2 separate regions of the Mus musculus genome follow, and region 2 is linked to region 1. The links are chromatin contacts, called in public HiChIP or PLAC-seq maps. All regions are on one chromosome and are shown on one strand. The core of a region is the stretch at or near the end of the contact, and the rest is flanking DNA. Distances in the headings are between cores, read along the strand shown.

What was found. HiChIP or PLAC-seq counts read pairs in DNA pulled down with a chosen protein or histone mark.
Region 2: a contact with region 1 is called in an H3K27ac HiChIP or PLAC-seq map of microglia, with 5 times the contacts expected there. The contact joins two enhancer-like sites. A contact is called at or near these places in 5 of 39 promoter capture datasets (the 3T3-L1 cell line, HPC-7-derived erythroid cells, hippocampal neurons and 1 more) and 1 of 115 datasets of contacts at active chromatin or transcription factors (microglia).

What each region holds. Positions count from the first base shown.
Region 1 is chr6:88,029,766-88,037,323 of GRCm38.p6, reverse strand. The region is part of intron 1 of Rab7 (RAB7, member RAS oncogene family); the gene reads left to right. Among named protein-coding and RNA genes, the nearest start is that of Rab7, 12 kb to the left of the region's middle. Within about 2 kb of position 3,838, at least 41 of the 459 cell types and tissues checked have an H3K27ac peak or open chromatin away from gene starts, as enhancers often do. A contact at or near this core is called in microglia, where this site is marked.
Region 2 is chr6:88,823,722-88,831,279 of GRCm38.p6, reverse strand. Mgll (monoglyceride lipase) reads right to left here. Exons shown (of 8, transcript NM_011844.4): 8 at 2,920-5,629. The coding sequence ends at 5,504. Among named protein-coding and RNA genes, the nearest start is that of Abtb1, 14 kb to the left of the region's middle. Within about 2 kb of position 3,164, at least 84 of the 459 cell types and tissues checked have an H3K27ac peak or open chromatin away from gene starts, as enhancers often do. A contact at or near this core is called in microglia, where this site is marked.

The DNA.
Region 1 (7,558 bases), core at 2,589-5,088:
AGCAAGGAGACCCTCAGTATTGTGAAGCACTGCAAAGAAAGGCTGGGTCTAGCATCTCATGTCTTAAGTTTGCAGAGTTCTGTGACCCTAACATGAGAAGAGCATCTTCTGTGAGGGTGTGGCTTCCTTAATTTCATGCTTTGTGTTTTCAGCATTATTTAAAAGTCAGATCTAGGGCTGGAGAGATGGCTCAGCGGTTAAGAGCACTGACTGCTCTTCTGAAGGTCCAGAGTTCAAATCCCAGCAACCACATGGTGGCTCACAACCATCAGTAATGAGATCTGATGCCCTCTTCCAGAGTGTCTGAAGACAGCTACAGTGTACTCACATAAAATAAATAAATACCCTTTAATTCCAGCACTTGGGAGGCAGAGGCAGATGGATTTCTGAGTTCGAGGCCAGCCTGGTCTACAGAGTGAGTTCCAGAACAGCCAGAGCTATACAGAGAAACCCTGTCCCCCCCCCCCCCCCAAATAAATAAATAAATAAATAAATAAATAAAAGTCAGATATACTTGCTCTTCTGTATCTGATGTGAAAATATTCAGGAATAATGACCTTTGACACATTAGCAGGCATAGCAGATGAGGCTGTTCTTTATAACTCCCTCTGAATGGACACAATAGCACGAGGTTCTTGGTTTACTGCTGGGCTTTCTGTTTTATTTGGTTTGGAGAAGAGTCTTTTTTGCCTTGTTAGCTCAAGCTAGCCTTGAACTTGAGATAGTTGTTCTTTAGGTAGAACCCAGAGCTTTGTGCAGACTCAGCAAGTATTCCACAGTGAGCTAAACCCTGGGTCTTCATACTCCTGCAGGAGCATTTTTTTAAAAATATTTATTTATTGTATAAGTACACTGCCTTCAGACACACCAAAAGAGGGCATCGGATCCCATTACAGATGGTTGTGAGCCATTATGTGGTTCCTGGGAATTGAACTCAGGACCTCTGGAAGAGCTCTTAACCGCTGAGCCCTCTCTCCAGCCCCCAAAAATGTGTAGCCCAGGCTGGCCTAGAACTGGTGATCTTCCTGCCTCTGCCTCCTTCAGCAAATCCTACTGGCGTGCTCCACCACTACAGACCAGCAGCATTCTTGATGTGCAAAAGGAATAAACAAGCTAACTTGCTCTGTAGACCGGGCTGGTCTTGAACTCGAGATCTGCCTGCCTCAGCCTCCCAAGTGCTGGAATTAAAGGGGTGTTCCCCCTCCCCTGCTTGTAGCCCTTCCTTGGCCCATGTGTGATGTTTTGTTTTGGCCAGAATCTTTCTCCGGCTGACTGTTGTTTAGTGCTTAATTGTCTTGTCTGGTCCTCATTCTCGAGATACTGTTGTTAAATGAGTTCATGTCTCTCTGTCCCCCTCTCCCTCACACACCCCCTTTCCCCTTCTCTCCCTTTGCTCATGTCTTTTCCTCAGTCTCTGGGACAGTGTCCTTCTGCTTTATGTTGTGTTTGGGTAAGCCAGGCAGTTCTCTGTCCTTCATAGAACTCCACTGAAGTTGCTTAAATACTGGTCACTTATTCTAGTCCATTAATCAGTGTGACAGCCGACTCAGTCATCTAGAGTCTGCTGGTTGCTTAGAGAGGAACCTTTTCCTAAGGTGTCTTCAAAAAGTGAAGCAGCTAAGTACTTGCCCTGTTCGTGTATGGGATACAGATATTGGGTACTGCGTAGTTTTCCACTGGTTAGAGCTGTAGAGTGGTAGAAGATGTGTTTTTGACTCCTAAGAGCCCTGGGTTCTTTGGGGCAGAGTAATGGAGTGATGGATTACCTTTGAAGAAGCAAGTGCCAGTCTGTAACATGCTTGCTGTGCAAGCTGGAGGACCTGAGTGTGGATCAGTACCTACAAAAAGCTGGGTGTGAGGGGGCACTTCTGTGACTCCAGCATAGGTAGGAGGCATAGGTAGATCTTAGGGACCTGCTGGTCAGCAGCTGTAGCTGAAGTGGTGAGCTGTGGCTTCAGTGAGAGACTGTTTCAAGATCCAAGTTGGAGAGCAGTAGGTGAGACACCTAGTGTCAGCCTCTGGCGTACACAACTCCTCACACACACACCTCCTCACACACACACCTCCTCACACACACACCTCCTCACACACACACCTCCTCACACACACACCTCCTCACACACACACCTCCTCACACACACACCTCCTCACACACACACCTGGGAGCATGCACTGGCACTGATCAATAACAACAAAGAGTTCACAGCAACAGTTACTTCATAATCTAGATGAATTACTGTTTGTTAATTGTTGTCTTTGAACTGGGTTCATCACTCCTGTGGAGAGTTGTTAATGGTGGATTTTCTGTTTTATTAATTGAAAATATTTTTATTTTATATGTTTGGATATCTTGCCTGTATGTCAGGCAGCACTCCTGAGCCTGATTCCTCAAGGGGGCCTGAAGAAGGTATCTGATTCACTGGGATTGGAGTTACAGATGGCCATGAGCCACCATGTGGGTGCTTGTCCTTTGGAAGAGTAGTCATTACCCTTAATTGCTGAGCCACCTCTTATTTTGGCAGATCAAGAGACAATTAGTTTTTACAGAATAGACTGTTGGGCCAGTTTTTCTTTTCAGAACTTTTCAAGGAACTTTTAGCAGTCTAAGTTGAAGAAAATGATTGCCTTCTAGACAGAAGTTCACGGGTCAGCCAGGTCTTCCCGTTTTTCATTATCTTCTGGAGGCTGAGCTAACGTTTGTCCAGGTCATATGAAGTCTGTCTCCCTGCACCTACTCAGCTGTTCCTGCCAAATGGATATCTTTGTGGCTTACAAATCTGTGAACTCATGACATTGCCTGAAGTTGTAGAGGATCTACTATCTGCTGGTTGTCCCTGAAAGATAGACCCTTCTGGGCAAGGTTTTTTAAACCCTAGTAGGGTTTTAAAGCAGGCCTGATTAGAAAGATTCCCCTGTATGGTTAGTGTGTGTAGTTAGAATGAGTGTGTGTGTGTGAGTGTGTGTGTGTGTGAGTGTGAGTGTGTGTGAGTGTGTGTGAGTGTGTGTGTGTGTGTGAGAGTGTGTGAGTGTGTGTGTGTGTGTGAGTGTGTGAGTGTGTGTGTGTGTGAGTGTGTGTGTGAGTGTGAGTGTGTGTGTGAGTGTGTGTGTGTGAGTGTGTGTGTGTGTGTGTGAGTGTGTGTGTGTGTGAGTGTGTGTGTGTGTGTGAGTGTGTGTGTGTGTGAGTGTGTGTGTGTGAGTGTGAGTGTGTGTGAGTGTGTGTGTGTGTGAGTGTGTGTGTGTGTGTGTGAGTGTGTGAGTGTGAGTGTGTGTGAGTGTGTGTGTGTGTGAGTGTGTGTGTGTGTGTGAGTGTGTGAGTGTGAGTGTGTGTGAGTGTGTGTGTGTGTGTGAGTGTGTGTGTGAGTGTGTGTGAGTGAGTGTGTGTGTGTGTGAGTGTGTGTGTGTGTGAGTGTGTGTGTGTGTGTGAGTGTGTGTGTGTGTGTGTGTGTGTGTGAGTGTGTGTGTGTGTGTGATGGGTAGATGGCATGTATAGTTAATTAGTAATTTCACCTGTTCAAACAGTGCTGGTTAGAAACTGAGCAGTGAGTTGGCTTTTCTGTTTCTTTCTCCTTGCTGCTGTAGAGAACACTGAGTTCTATCCTTGGGATTCAGGGGAAGTGAAAGTATAGTCAGCGGGCAGGCAGCCTCAGCATGCATGGTGCTGAGCACTGTGCTGTAGAAAGGCCTGGGGAGGGACGAAATAACTTAAGTACATAAATTAAAAATTAATAAGGAAGTGCCATCAGCAAAAGAAAATAGTATAAAGATATTACATGCCATACTCAAAGTTAAGATTTCGGTGACTTTAGTATATTACTAGTGGCTTTTTGTATTATTTTGTAGTTTGGGGCTGCTGAACCCGTGGCTCTGTGCAGGGTAGACAACCATCTACCATTGAGCCACAACTTCAGCTCCACCTTTGTGAACAAACAGTAATTTTGTTGTTATTCTTTTGTGACACAGGGTCTCTGTGTAGTCCTGGATATTCTAGAACTCACTTTGTAGACTAGGCTGGCCCCAAACTCACATAAATCCTCCTGCATCTGCCTCCCAAGGCTTGTGCTGTAATGCCTGAACAATGGTTTTATTTAGAGATCTAGTTGTACAGAAAGAATTCTCCCACTCCCACAAAATACAAGGGATTTATTCAGAAGTAAAATTTCAAGGTGGATACGGTACAGGGTATCGGTGGATACAGGCAGAATTGCCTAAAAATCTTGAAGTCTTGGTTTGTTTGAGGCATTTGTGTGTGTGTATTTTGACACCAGGTTTCTCTAACAGAACTCTGGCTGTCCTTGGCTCCCTGTGTAGACTAGGCTGGTCTTGAACTCACAGATACCCGCCTTCCTCTGTCTCCTGAATGCTAAAGTCACAGTTCTATACATTAATCATCTCAAAAGGATGATTAATAATAAAATTATTTCATTTGTAAAAGCATGGAAAATAATTAACCAGGTTAGACGAAACAAAGTCACAAAATACTGATGAGAGAGAGTGAAGTGCGAGAGAGATGACTAAACGACCAAAAGTGGCAGCCGTACAAGTGTCTCAGTCACTTAGTTACTGTGCTACTGTGAAGAGACACCACAACCATGACAACTCTTACAAGAGAAAGTGTTTACCTGGGGCTGGCTTATGGTTTCAGAGGCCTAGTCCATTATTCTCGTGGCAGGAGCATGGTAGACATGGTGCTGGAGAGGTCGTTGAGTGAGCTACATGCTGATCCACAGGCTGACAGAGACACATGGGTCTGGCCTGGGCTTTTGAAAGCAAAGCCCACCCTCAGCGACACACTTCATTATCTAGGCCAAGTCTACTAAGCTTTTTAATCCTGTCAAGGACTTCCACTCCCTGGTACAAGCCAGGGGGGCCATTTTCATTAAACCACCACAAGTGTGATGACCCAAGTCAATCTGTAGAACCTACATAGAAGGCCAGATGCAGCAGGGTGCATCTTAATCCTGTCACTCCTAGGGGAAAAAGAGAAGCAGAAATTGTCTAGAAGCTTGGGGGCTAGCTAGTCTGGACTCTACAGTGTGGTGCAGCACACGTTCTCTCTCTCTTTCTCTCACACATTCTCTCTCTCACACACACACACACACACACACACACACACACACACACACACACAAATACATTGTTTTAAAAGATTTCTTCAATGTATATAAGTGCTTGCTATGTGTGTGTATGTGTAGCATGTGTATGCCTGGTGCTTTGAGGAGGTCTGAAGAGGGCATTGGATCACCAGAAAATGGTCACGAGACACCATGTGGGTGCTGGGAACCAAACCCCTGCCCTCCCTCTGCAAGAGCAGCAAGTGCTGTTTGCCTCTGAGCTCCAGACATTGAAGAGGCCGTGATAACTGTCTGAGAAGAATCCATTAAAGGAAGAAGTGGTTGTTTTGGTTTGCAGTTTGAAAATGGACAACTGGGGCTGGAGAGAGATGGCTCAGCGGTTAAGAGCACTGACTGCTCTTCCGAAGGTCCTGGGTTCAAATCCCAGCAACCACATGGTGGCTCACACCTGTAATGAGATCTGATGCCCTCTTCTGGTGTGTCTGAAGTCGGCTACAGTGTACTTAAGATATAATAAATAATAAATAAATCTTTTTAAAAAAAGAAAGAAAATGGACAGCCTATCATAGTGGGAAAAACATGGCAGTAGGAGCATAAAGTGGTGATTACTTACCTCTCTGATGTCAGGAAACAGATGCTCACTGGTGGTGAGCATATCTCCTGTCTTTCAGACCCTGACTCCAGCCCAAGTTGCTCTCATTTAAGGTGGGTCTTCCCTGTTCGGTTAAAAGGCAGCAAACACTAGCCAAAGCACTAGCCTGTCATAGTGATAAGTGTCTTTAATTCCAACACTGAGGAGGCAAACTCAGGCAGATCTCTGAATTTGAGGCCAGCCTGATCTACATAGAGAGTTTAGGACAGCTAGGGCTACGAGTCTGTCTTCAAAAATCCTTCATCACTTGTCCTTTCACGTGCTTGCTTTAGCAGAACATCCTCTCCTGTGTGCTTCAGTGAAACGTTTTTTCAAGAGTCTGCCTTAGCCTTTCACACCTGTGTCCACTTTAACAAAGTGTTCCTTCACGTGTTTGCCCTAGCAAAACAACATTGGACTGACTTTCCAAAGACTCCTTAAATTGCCACTTCAATAGCCCTAATTTTTTTGCTTTTGTTTATCAAGACCGGGTTTCTCTGTATAGTCCTGGCTGTCCTGGAACTCAGTCTGTAGACCAGGATGGCCTTGAACTCAGATCTGCCTGCCTCGGCCTTCTGAGTGCTGGGATTAAAGGTAAGTGCTACCACAGCCTGACAGAACACTCCCAGTTTTAATTATCTGCCTTTTCTGGGTATTGCAGCATACAGCTGTAACTTGAGCTAATTTTGCTAGCAAAGGCAGAAGGATCAAGAGTTTTAGGCCAGCCTGGTGCTACAGCATAGTAAGATTCTGTTTCAAAAAGCAAGCAAAATTATAACCTACCCAAAATTTATCTTCTATCTCATGGATTTCTGAATGTCCAAATTGTCGTGACTGCTCAGAACTAGGTTGTGCTGGAGTCAGAGTTCATGATTTCAAATTTTACATCAGAGCAAGCCAGGCATAACAGAAAATCACACCTGAAATCCCAGCTCTCTGGAGGCTGAGGCAGGCAGATGACAAGTCCAGACCAAGCCCTACTTCCTTAAACATAGTGAAACTTCCCCAAAATAAAGCTGCTCCAATCACAGCAGCTTGGTATTGGCACAAGTTTAGATTTTGGTTTATAATCTTTTTTCCTCCTTAGTGTCTGTTGATAATAGCAAGAGCATAGTAAAAAACATATTCTTGACATTTTTTTTTTCGAGACAGGGTTTCTTTCTCTGTGTAGCCCTGGCTGTCCTACTCACTTTGTAGACCAGGCTGGCCTCAAACTCAGAAATCTGCCTGCCTCTGCCTCCTGAGTGCTGGGATTAAAGGTATGCGCCACCACACCCGGCTTCATACTTGACATTTTTAAATTTAATTTTTATTGTGGTAACAATGTATGTGGTGTAAAATTGGCCATTTTTAATCTTGCTTATTTTATGTTGTTGAAGGCACATTTTTGGTTTGTGTATATGTGTATGGGGTGTGTGTGTGTGTGTGTGTGTGTGTATGTATGGGTGGCTCATGCATACATGCGGTTCTGGGAAAGAGCTCATGCTGTCTTCTGTTAGTGTTCATTGTACATATTGAGAGGTTGGGTCTCAGAGCTTGTGCTGCTTCAGCTAGTCTAGGTTGCCAATTTGTTCCAGGGTCTCTTACCTCTGTTCCCGCCTTGCTGGAATTACTGACAGGCCATCATGTGTCGCTGGTATTTACATGAGTGCTAGTGCCAGGTGGAACATGGCAAGTGGATATCTTGGGGTTACTGACAGTGAAGTAGACAAAATAGCATAGAGGGTTGATATCTGCCAAGCTCTAGTGCCTTAAGGCTTATTATAAAGCTTATGTGTCTCTTTGGGAACTAAATGCTCAAGGTTGAGGAGAAACCCCCAAATAATATTTACCACAACATTTTGGCACCCCACAT
Region 2 (7,558 bases), core at 1,915-4,414, 790 kb before region 1:
GTGAGGTGTGATTAACTATGCCTGGGTACAGAGGTGAGCTACTGACACAAAGTAACACAGTCACACAATGAAGGCAGAGGCACAAGGCTGTCACCCAACTTTCTTTGTGAGACAAAATGAGGAGTCAGAGCCTTTTAGCAAAAGCAGCTTCTAAGAAGCTCTTGGAAGATATGTAGGGACAGATCAGTATAGCTTCTATATGGGGCTTTTAGAATGAAGGAAACACCTGCCCTTTACTTGACAGTTTATATTCTATATTTTACTTGTGTGTTGGAACCCAGGGCCCGCACCCCCCTCCCGAGCTATGCCCTAGCTCTTTGATTATGTACTGAACAGTCTTAAGGTCTTCTGCATTTGGGGGAGGTGTCTGCTTTCTCTGATCAGGCACGGGTGGGCCTCTGAACCAAGTTTACTGGCTGTGCAGGTTGCTCCCCCTCTGCAGGGTTTGTGGATATACCTATGGTAGCCTTTCTTGGGTCCTTGAGGGGACATCTGTCCAGGTCTGGGGGACAAGGGTAAAGGTCCTCAGACCTCAGTAGCTTCCCATGAGGCCTTGCTGTGGGGGAAGAGGGCTGTGTGGCTCTACCATAGCTGTGGTTGTAGCAAATCACTGCATTCTTGGGCTTCTAACCAGCCACAGGAGCCCACCACCCCTGGGGCCATGATGAGCCATCACCAGTCATTCATCATGTGAACCCTGCCTCCCTGGGGAGTAGAACCAGAACTCTAAAAATGGGCACTGAGCATCATAGGCTGATGTTCCTTCCCTCCAGGGATCGGGAGGTGGGGTTGTGTTTTTTTTTCTCCTGGACCCCAAGATTGCTGTCACCTCTCGAGTAGCTTCGTCCCATCAGTCAGACACTGCTAGCAGGTATCTGCCTCACTGCTCCGACCTTTGTTCTCCCTGTGCTGTCCTGTCCCCCCACCCCCTTTGCAGGCCTGCATGATGCAGGTTCATCTGGCAACAGTCCACCATGTCCGGTGTCTCAGTTCCTCTTATAGCCCATTGGTGGTTCATTTCCCTGTCTCCCCAGCTGTGCCCATGCAATTCCTAATTCCTGTTCTATTCTTTGAAAGGTGCATGCCCTAAGACCATGTACCTGGTCTTTCCGCAGGAGCTCATCCATGCCCTCACTCCTGTGAACCATAAGTTCCTGGGAAGAAGGAATCTTCCTTCTTCCCTTTTCCCTGTGAACCTTGTGTAAAGCTGATTGGAACTTCAAAGGTTGTAGAGAAGCTGAGATGATATAGGTCAAGAGCCCAATTACAATTTATCATGAGCTATCTTCAGCCTCTTTAATAGCCATTCCCTGCCTACCTTGTGTCTGAGCATCCTTGTGATTAATAGGCAAAACCCCTTGAAATGTGTTAACCTCGCTGGGCAGTGGCTTCCACCAACCAAAAAGCTAAACTAAACTCAGCATCTGAGGTCTACAGCGGACTTCCCCAGTTCACTCTCACTTGTGTTGGTTACTTTTTCTTGCTGTGATAAAACACCATGACCAGGATTGACTTAGTCCATCCATGGTGACATGCTTCCTCCAGCAAGGCTCCACTTCTTAACTTCCCCAAACAGCGCCTCCAGCCGAGGACCTGAGCCCATGGGAGACATTTCTTATACAAACCATTACACTTGGGTACTTAACATTTCCATCAATGTATCTGAGAAGCACCTTGATCCATGACTTTAATTCTGTCACTATAAAGACTTTATGAAACTTGGACATTGGGACGTGGAATCCCGAGTGACCTGAGTTCGTGTTCCCAGGCCATGGTCATTCATATTTAGCTTCAGAATAAAAGATCTCTTATCACCTTTGAGGCGAGTGCTGTTTTCAGACACTGCCTCTTTCCGTCTTCCCTCCCTTGTTCACCGTGCTCATTCACCCGGTCACAGCCTCCTGCATCCGTTTTCACACATTCTCTCGCTCCCCGTATTCATTTATTACTTTTCCCTCTGCCCCTCCTCCCACTTGGTCCCTTCCTCCTTCTGTAGCCCCACGACACAGTTATTCCTGAGGAACCTCTGGACATCAGAAAGGGACATGACCCATGTAAGGGACAGCGGGCTGCCCAGAGGACAGCTAGTCTGTCATGTCCATGAAAGTGCCCAGAGGACAGCTAGTCTATCATGTCTAGTGGCACGGGGTACTGAGAGAGAAAGCAGGGGATGGAGAGGCTGTCAATGATGGAGGGTACAGCTTGGAAACCACCCACAGTAGGGACTTTGGCCTTTAGTCAGTAGGGGGTCTCAAGAGACCTTTGCATAGGAGAGAGTTTTGACTTGGCAGGGACCCCCGAGGGAGCTGGTGCTCCCTAGCTCTGATCATGTCAGGCAGGCACATGATGCATGCATGTGCCTGTCCCCGCTCCAGAAGATCATTTCCCCCCTTTCAGTGTTAGTGATTCTTTACCCAGACACATATGCATCTCTAAATGAAGTCATGCATGAAGGCCGCCAGCCCAGGTGCTGGAATTTGGTCATAGCGAAAGTGGGCCAGCCTGATTCTGGTGACACTCGGAAAGTAGAGCTGTTTGGTCAGGAGATTGTGGGGAGCAAGGGGAGGTGCCCAGGACTCCAGCAACAGACTCACCCACAGCCAGGGGAATGACATGAGTAAAGATGGGGTGTGGCCATGCCAGGCACTCAGTTAACAGCAAGCTGTTCAGGCTGCTCGAGCACTGGGGTGGGGGTGGGGGGCTATGCTCTAGCATGACCTCCCCAAGAACGCATGGGAGAATAAAAAATCCAGGTATTGAATTGACCTTTGACCCTGGAAAGGGCTGCCGAGTCCTTCTCACCAGGTGACAAGCACACAACTTCACTGCTTCCAGCACAGGCCTGAAGTTCTCTTAGCAAGAGGAGTTGACACATAGGACGAGAGGCCAGGCAGACAGACAGACACGCAGACACAGGCCTCTCCAAAAGCACGTGGTTTTTATTACGGTGAGCTGTAGTGCACATTGGCTTCTTTAGTAATTCTAAGCCGATACAGGTTCCCCACTAGGAGTATACGTGGGGAGTGACTGGGCGCAGTGACAGTGACAAACCAGTGACCCACTGTGATCCTTAGAAAGTTACATTAGCAATCAGGAGAGAAAGGGAAGTGTGAGGTGGCCCAGAGGCAGGATGTGAGCAGAGCACTCCCCCGATGCTCACATGGTGGAGGGAGGCTGTTCCCCTATCTCTAAGGAACTGGGGCTTAGTGGTTGAGATGTTCCACTGCCTGCAGGTGGCACCTTCTAAAAAGCTTTTCAGGCCCTAAGTCCATGGTTGTTGGAAAAGCCCACAGATGCTCTGTTCTTGCGGGTTCTGGCTCCCCTCCTTCACCCGGGGGAGGACCATCGGCGGTTTCTTGCTGGCTTCCACCTTCTTCAGGCCGAGCCTTGTGTGTCCTAGCATTTTTTCCGTACCCCAATTCCTCTGCATCCTGTGGTGATGGGGGTGACTGTGAAGCCCTGCTGGTCAGGCTTCCTCCAGTGACAGGGGCGGAGTCTGACGAGACTGGCCTAGCTCTCTACAGAGGGAGCCCCGGTGCTGTCATGCAGGGACATGACTCTTAACATGACTCTTACAGGCTTCACAAGACAGTCTTAACTTCTGATCATCCCACCCCTGGGTTTTAGTGTTAGTGGTTCTTTAACCAGATACAAATGCATCTCTAAATGATGTCATGCATGAAAGCCGCCAGCTGGCGTTTGGTTTGGAAAAGTGGCATTGTCAGTGTGCTTTTGGGAGCAGCCTTGGGTGGCTCCTGGTGAGAGTCACAGATCTGAGCACAGTAGTCTGGAATGGTTTTAACTTAATGGAGAGCCAAAATACCCCATGCCCGTCCACTGCTGTCCAGGGTTCCCTGAGCAGGAGGGAGTGCTGGCTGCCCCTCTTCCCACACTCTTTCTGTCTTCATTTTCTAAACAGAAGGAGAGCTAAGAGGGGGCTCTGGACAGCTCCTGGGCCCTTCCTTCCCTGCATGCAGTGCTTGGGCCCTGTTGAGGGGCACAGTGACCTTATGACCTATAGTAGGTGGCCAGCCTCTGACTGCTATGCATGGTCAGGGTCACCAGAGGGGGCAGAGGGCCCTTCCCAGGACCTAGAATCAACTCCAGAAAGGACACTTGGATCCCACCTTCCTGGAGGCCCACCCACCCCTTCCAGCAGCCAGGCAGCTCTCCTTGGCAGCAGTGCCCCTTTCCAGGGTTCTACATGCATCGACAGGACTCCTGAGGTAACAGCAAGGCCCTCCGTAAAGATAGAAGTGCTCCAGGAGAGCAGTGAGTGCTCCAAGAGAGCAGTGAGCCCCAGTTATTGCTGGCGCTAAGTGAGGCCTGGGGGAGGCCTTCAGGCGGGCACCTGAGAGGACAGGGGGCTTGGGTTTCACTGCTTCAGGGGAGCCTCTCTGAGGCCTGGCTGGGCCATCCTGCTGCAGTCTGGCATGGGGTGCAGACAGCTGTGGTCCTTGTCTGCCGGTAGTCATTGAAGTGCTCTGTGCTGCCCCTGGCAGGCAGCCAGCACCGTGGTGGCTCCATGGGAGTCTCTCCTACCACCAGAGGTAGCTGTGCTACTGGCAAGCAACTCCTAGTGGCTCTGGACAGAGGGACCACCCAGGGCCACAGTCCTCCACCCTGTGTCTTCTCTGCCAGGAGAGCCAACTAGTCCTCAATTAGGGGGCTGGGTCCTCGGCAGACCGACCCTGTGTGGGGGTACTGGTTCCTCCAAAGCCGCCTAGGCTTTACCCACCCACCCATATAATCTTTAATTTAGAATATACCATATATATATTAAACAATTATCTTCAAAGCCACCCTCCTCAGCATGGAGTACTTAGTGACCTGAGAAAAGGTGCCTTTCTAAATACATACAACATGCTGTGGGTGACCAAACTCCCAGCAGGGTGGGAGGGGGGAGTTGTGTGGGGGAGAAGAGCTATTTGGGGCCACCTTCCCTTCCCCCAGCCTGGCTTCCATCTGAAAAGTCGCTGACCAGGTCATAGGGTAGTTGCCCGTTTTGAGGAAGTGCCTTGGAGGGGCACATGAGCCTGCTAGGGAGCTAGCTGTGGGGATACAGGCCACCTCATCATATGCCAGAGGACAGCCAGTCAGAGAGGACTTGGTTCAGGAGGAAAGAGACCTCTGATTATTGCAGACTGGGATCTGGGACTGCCAGAGAGTCCCCGAACCCCACAGGAGCTGGGAGAGGTGGGCAATGCTGCTTTGCTTTTTTTTTTTTTTTTTTTTTTTAATTCAAAGGATATTTCCACACAGTCTCTGTGTAGAAAATATACTCCCTCCTTCATAAAGTGCCTGCTCCTTAAGGTAGTAGATCAGTGGCCAGTAGCCATCTATATGACAAATGATCCTTTTTTTTTTTCCCAAAGCAAGTTGCACTAGGGTACTAAGGGTTCCTCCAATTTGTGATTTTTTTTTTTTTTTTTGAGCCAGCCAGCACTGCCCTTCCTCTGCCTGCCTCCCCCCAGACCATGAGCTGGTTGCCTGGCCAGCATGTTCAGGGTGGACACCCAGCTCCTGCTGCTGCTATCCTGTGAGACACCCACGAGTTTACTTCATGGAGGACGGAGTTGGTCACTTCCGGAAGCTCCCTGTGGAGGACGTGATAGGCACCTTCATACATCTGCAAGCAGGAGAGACTGGGAGTTAGAACGGGTGTAGGACAGGCCGGGGACAGGCGTGCACAACGCCATGCGAGCTCACCAGGCAGGCACATCCAAGTGTTTCCCCTACTTCATTTTTAGATGGGACGTTGCCGTGTTGCTTAGGCTGCCCTGCCTCGGGCTCCCTGGCAGCTGAGAAGGTATCTCTGCTCTGCCCCAGGCAGCACCTTCTTGTCATGAATTACAACTTTGTGACGGTTGGATAGCCCCTGCTGTTCCCAGGGCTCTCCAGCTGGTGAAGCTTAGATTCATCCTTCCTTCAGAGAAGCTCCTTGGTCCATCTTCACACCCCTACCTTCCAACACTCTCCCAAGTTCCCCATCCCTCCCCCCAACCCCCCCCCCCCATAGCAGTGACACCCATGGCAAGGTCTCCAGGGATCTCACTTGCCATACCCAGAGACCCTTGAGGCTTGGCTGTCTCTGGATGACTCTTGGATGTCAGTGACTAGAGGCAGACCGGTGGCCCTCAGTCTTACCATGGCTCTGCCCTGTCCTGGTCAGCTCCCTCCCTTGCAGGTGGCTCCCTTAGCCCCAGCAGCCCAGTAACCACAGTACACTACACGGCTGGCCAGGATGCCCCTGCAATCAGCCTTCCTTCAGAACTGAGACCCACCCAGTTGCCAACTGCCTTCGGAGTTCTTTCTGATGTCCGCTGGGGTCACCCATCTCAGGGGACACTGCAGCCAGCTCCCTTGCTTCTACAGGCTCAAAGCCCAGGAGCAGCCTTCAGTGCAGTATAAGGCAATCAACAGCTCCACCACCCCTGGCTACTTATTCCTCTGTGCCCAACATGTCTCTCTCATTTTGAAATATTCAAGGAGGAACAGAACACCAAGATAGCCATCTAACTGCATCTGTGCCTAATCTACCAGTCCTCCTGTCCGCCTGTCTGTCCCTCCTCCCAGCTCTGGGAACCGTCATTTGTTCACAATGTAGGTTCAGGGGCTTAGTTCACACATGTCCATTAAGGCCATGCCACTCCTGGCTGTCTGAGCCTGGCTCATTTTGCTTTTCAACACACTTATTATTCTTCAGAAGCCTCCACATGCTGTGTGTGTTCGCTCCTTAGGTGGGATTGCATGCCAGGGGGCACAGGCGTCTCCCATCTGAGGGCAGCATGCATCTTTCCTCTCCGAGGCTCTGCACAGTGTTTCTCACGGGTCCCTCCTCCTGGGACAGCCTTGTTCTCACGTCTGCTCCCTGTGCCAAGACCAAGAGCTTCCCACCTGTCCTTTCCTTGGTCTGGAATGTTCTACCATGGCTAGTCTCCCAGACAGTTCATGCCTATCAGTTCATGGGAGGGAAGTGTCCTCGAATCCCCCTGGCCTGCAGCCCCTGTCCCCCATTCACAGGCATTCTGAGCATCCATTTTCTCTGTGCTCACTCACTGGGGTGCAGGCTCCAGGGCGAGGGAGAGCCTTTGTCAGACTGTCCTCAGGACCTCCTCCAAATAATCAGGAGTTGCAGAAGTGATGGATAACTGCTGAACAGGGTAGAACTCCACCCCTGAGCAGCAACCCAAGGGGAGCCCTTGACTATTTGCCAGGGTGGTGCAGAGTTGGGGGAAACTGCAGACTGAAGCCCAAGGACCTCAGTTCAAATCCCGACTCTACCACTTTTGAAGAGTCACCTGGCTGTCTTTATAAAACAGTGAGGGTTACGTGGCATCCACACACTTGTGCAGGTTAGGAGCCTAACCATGTGGGTAAGTAGGTGGGTATGCTTCATCTAGGGAGTTACATATTATCTGACTAGTGCCCAGCAGGGTCTCACCTCAATTGGGGTGCCTCCTAGTTCAATGGGACAAATGTCATACACATCTATCTGGACCCAAACAGCATCTGTCCTGAAAGCCGCTGGGTGATACTCTGACTGTTCCTCGTGTCA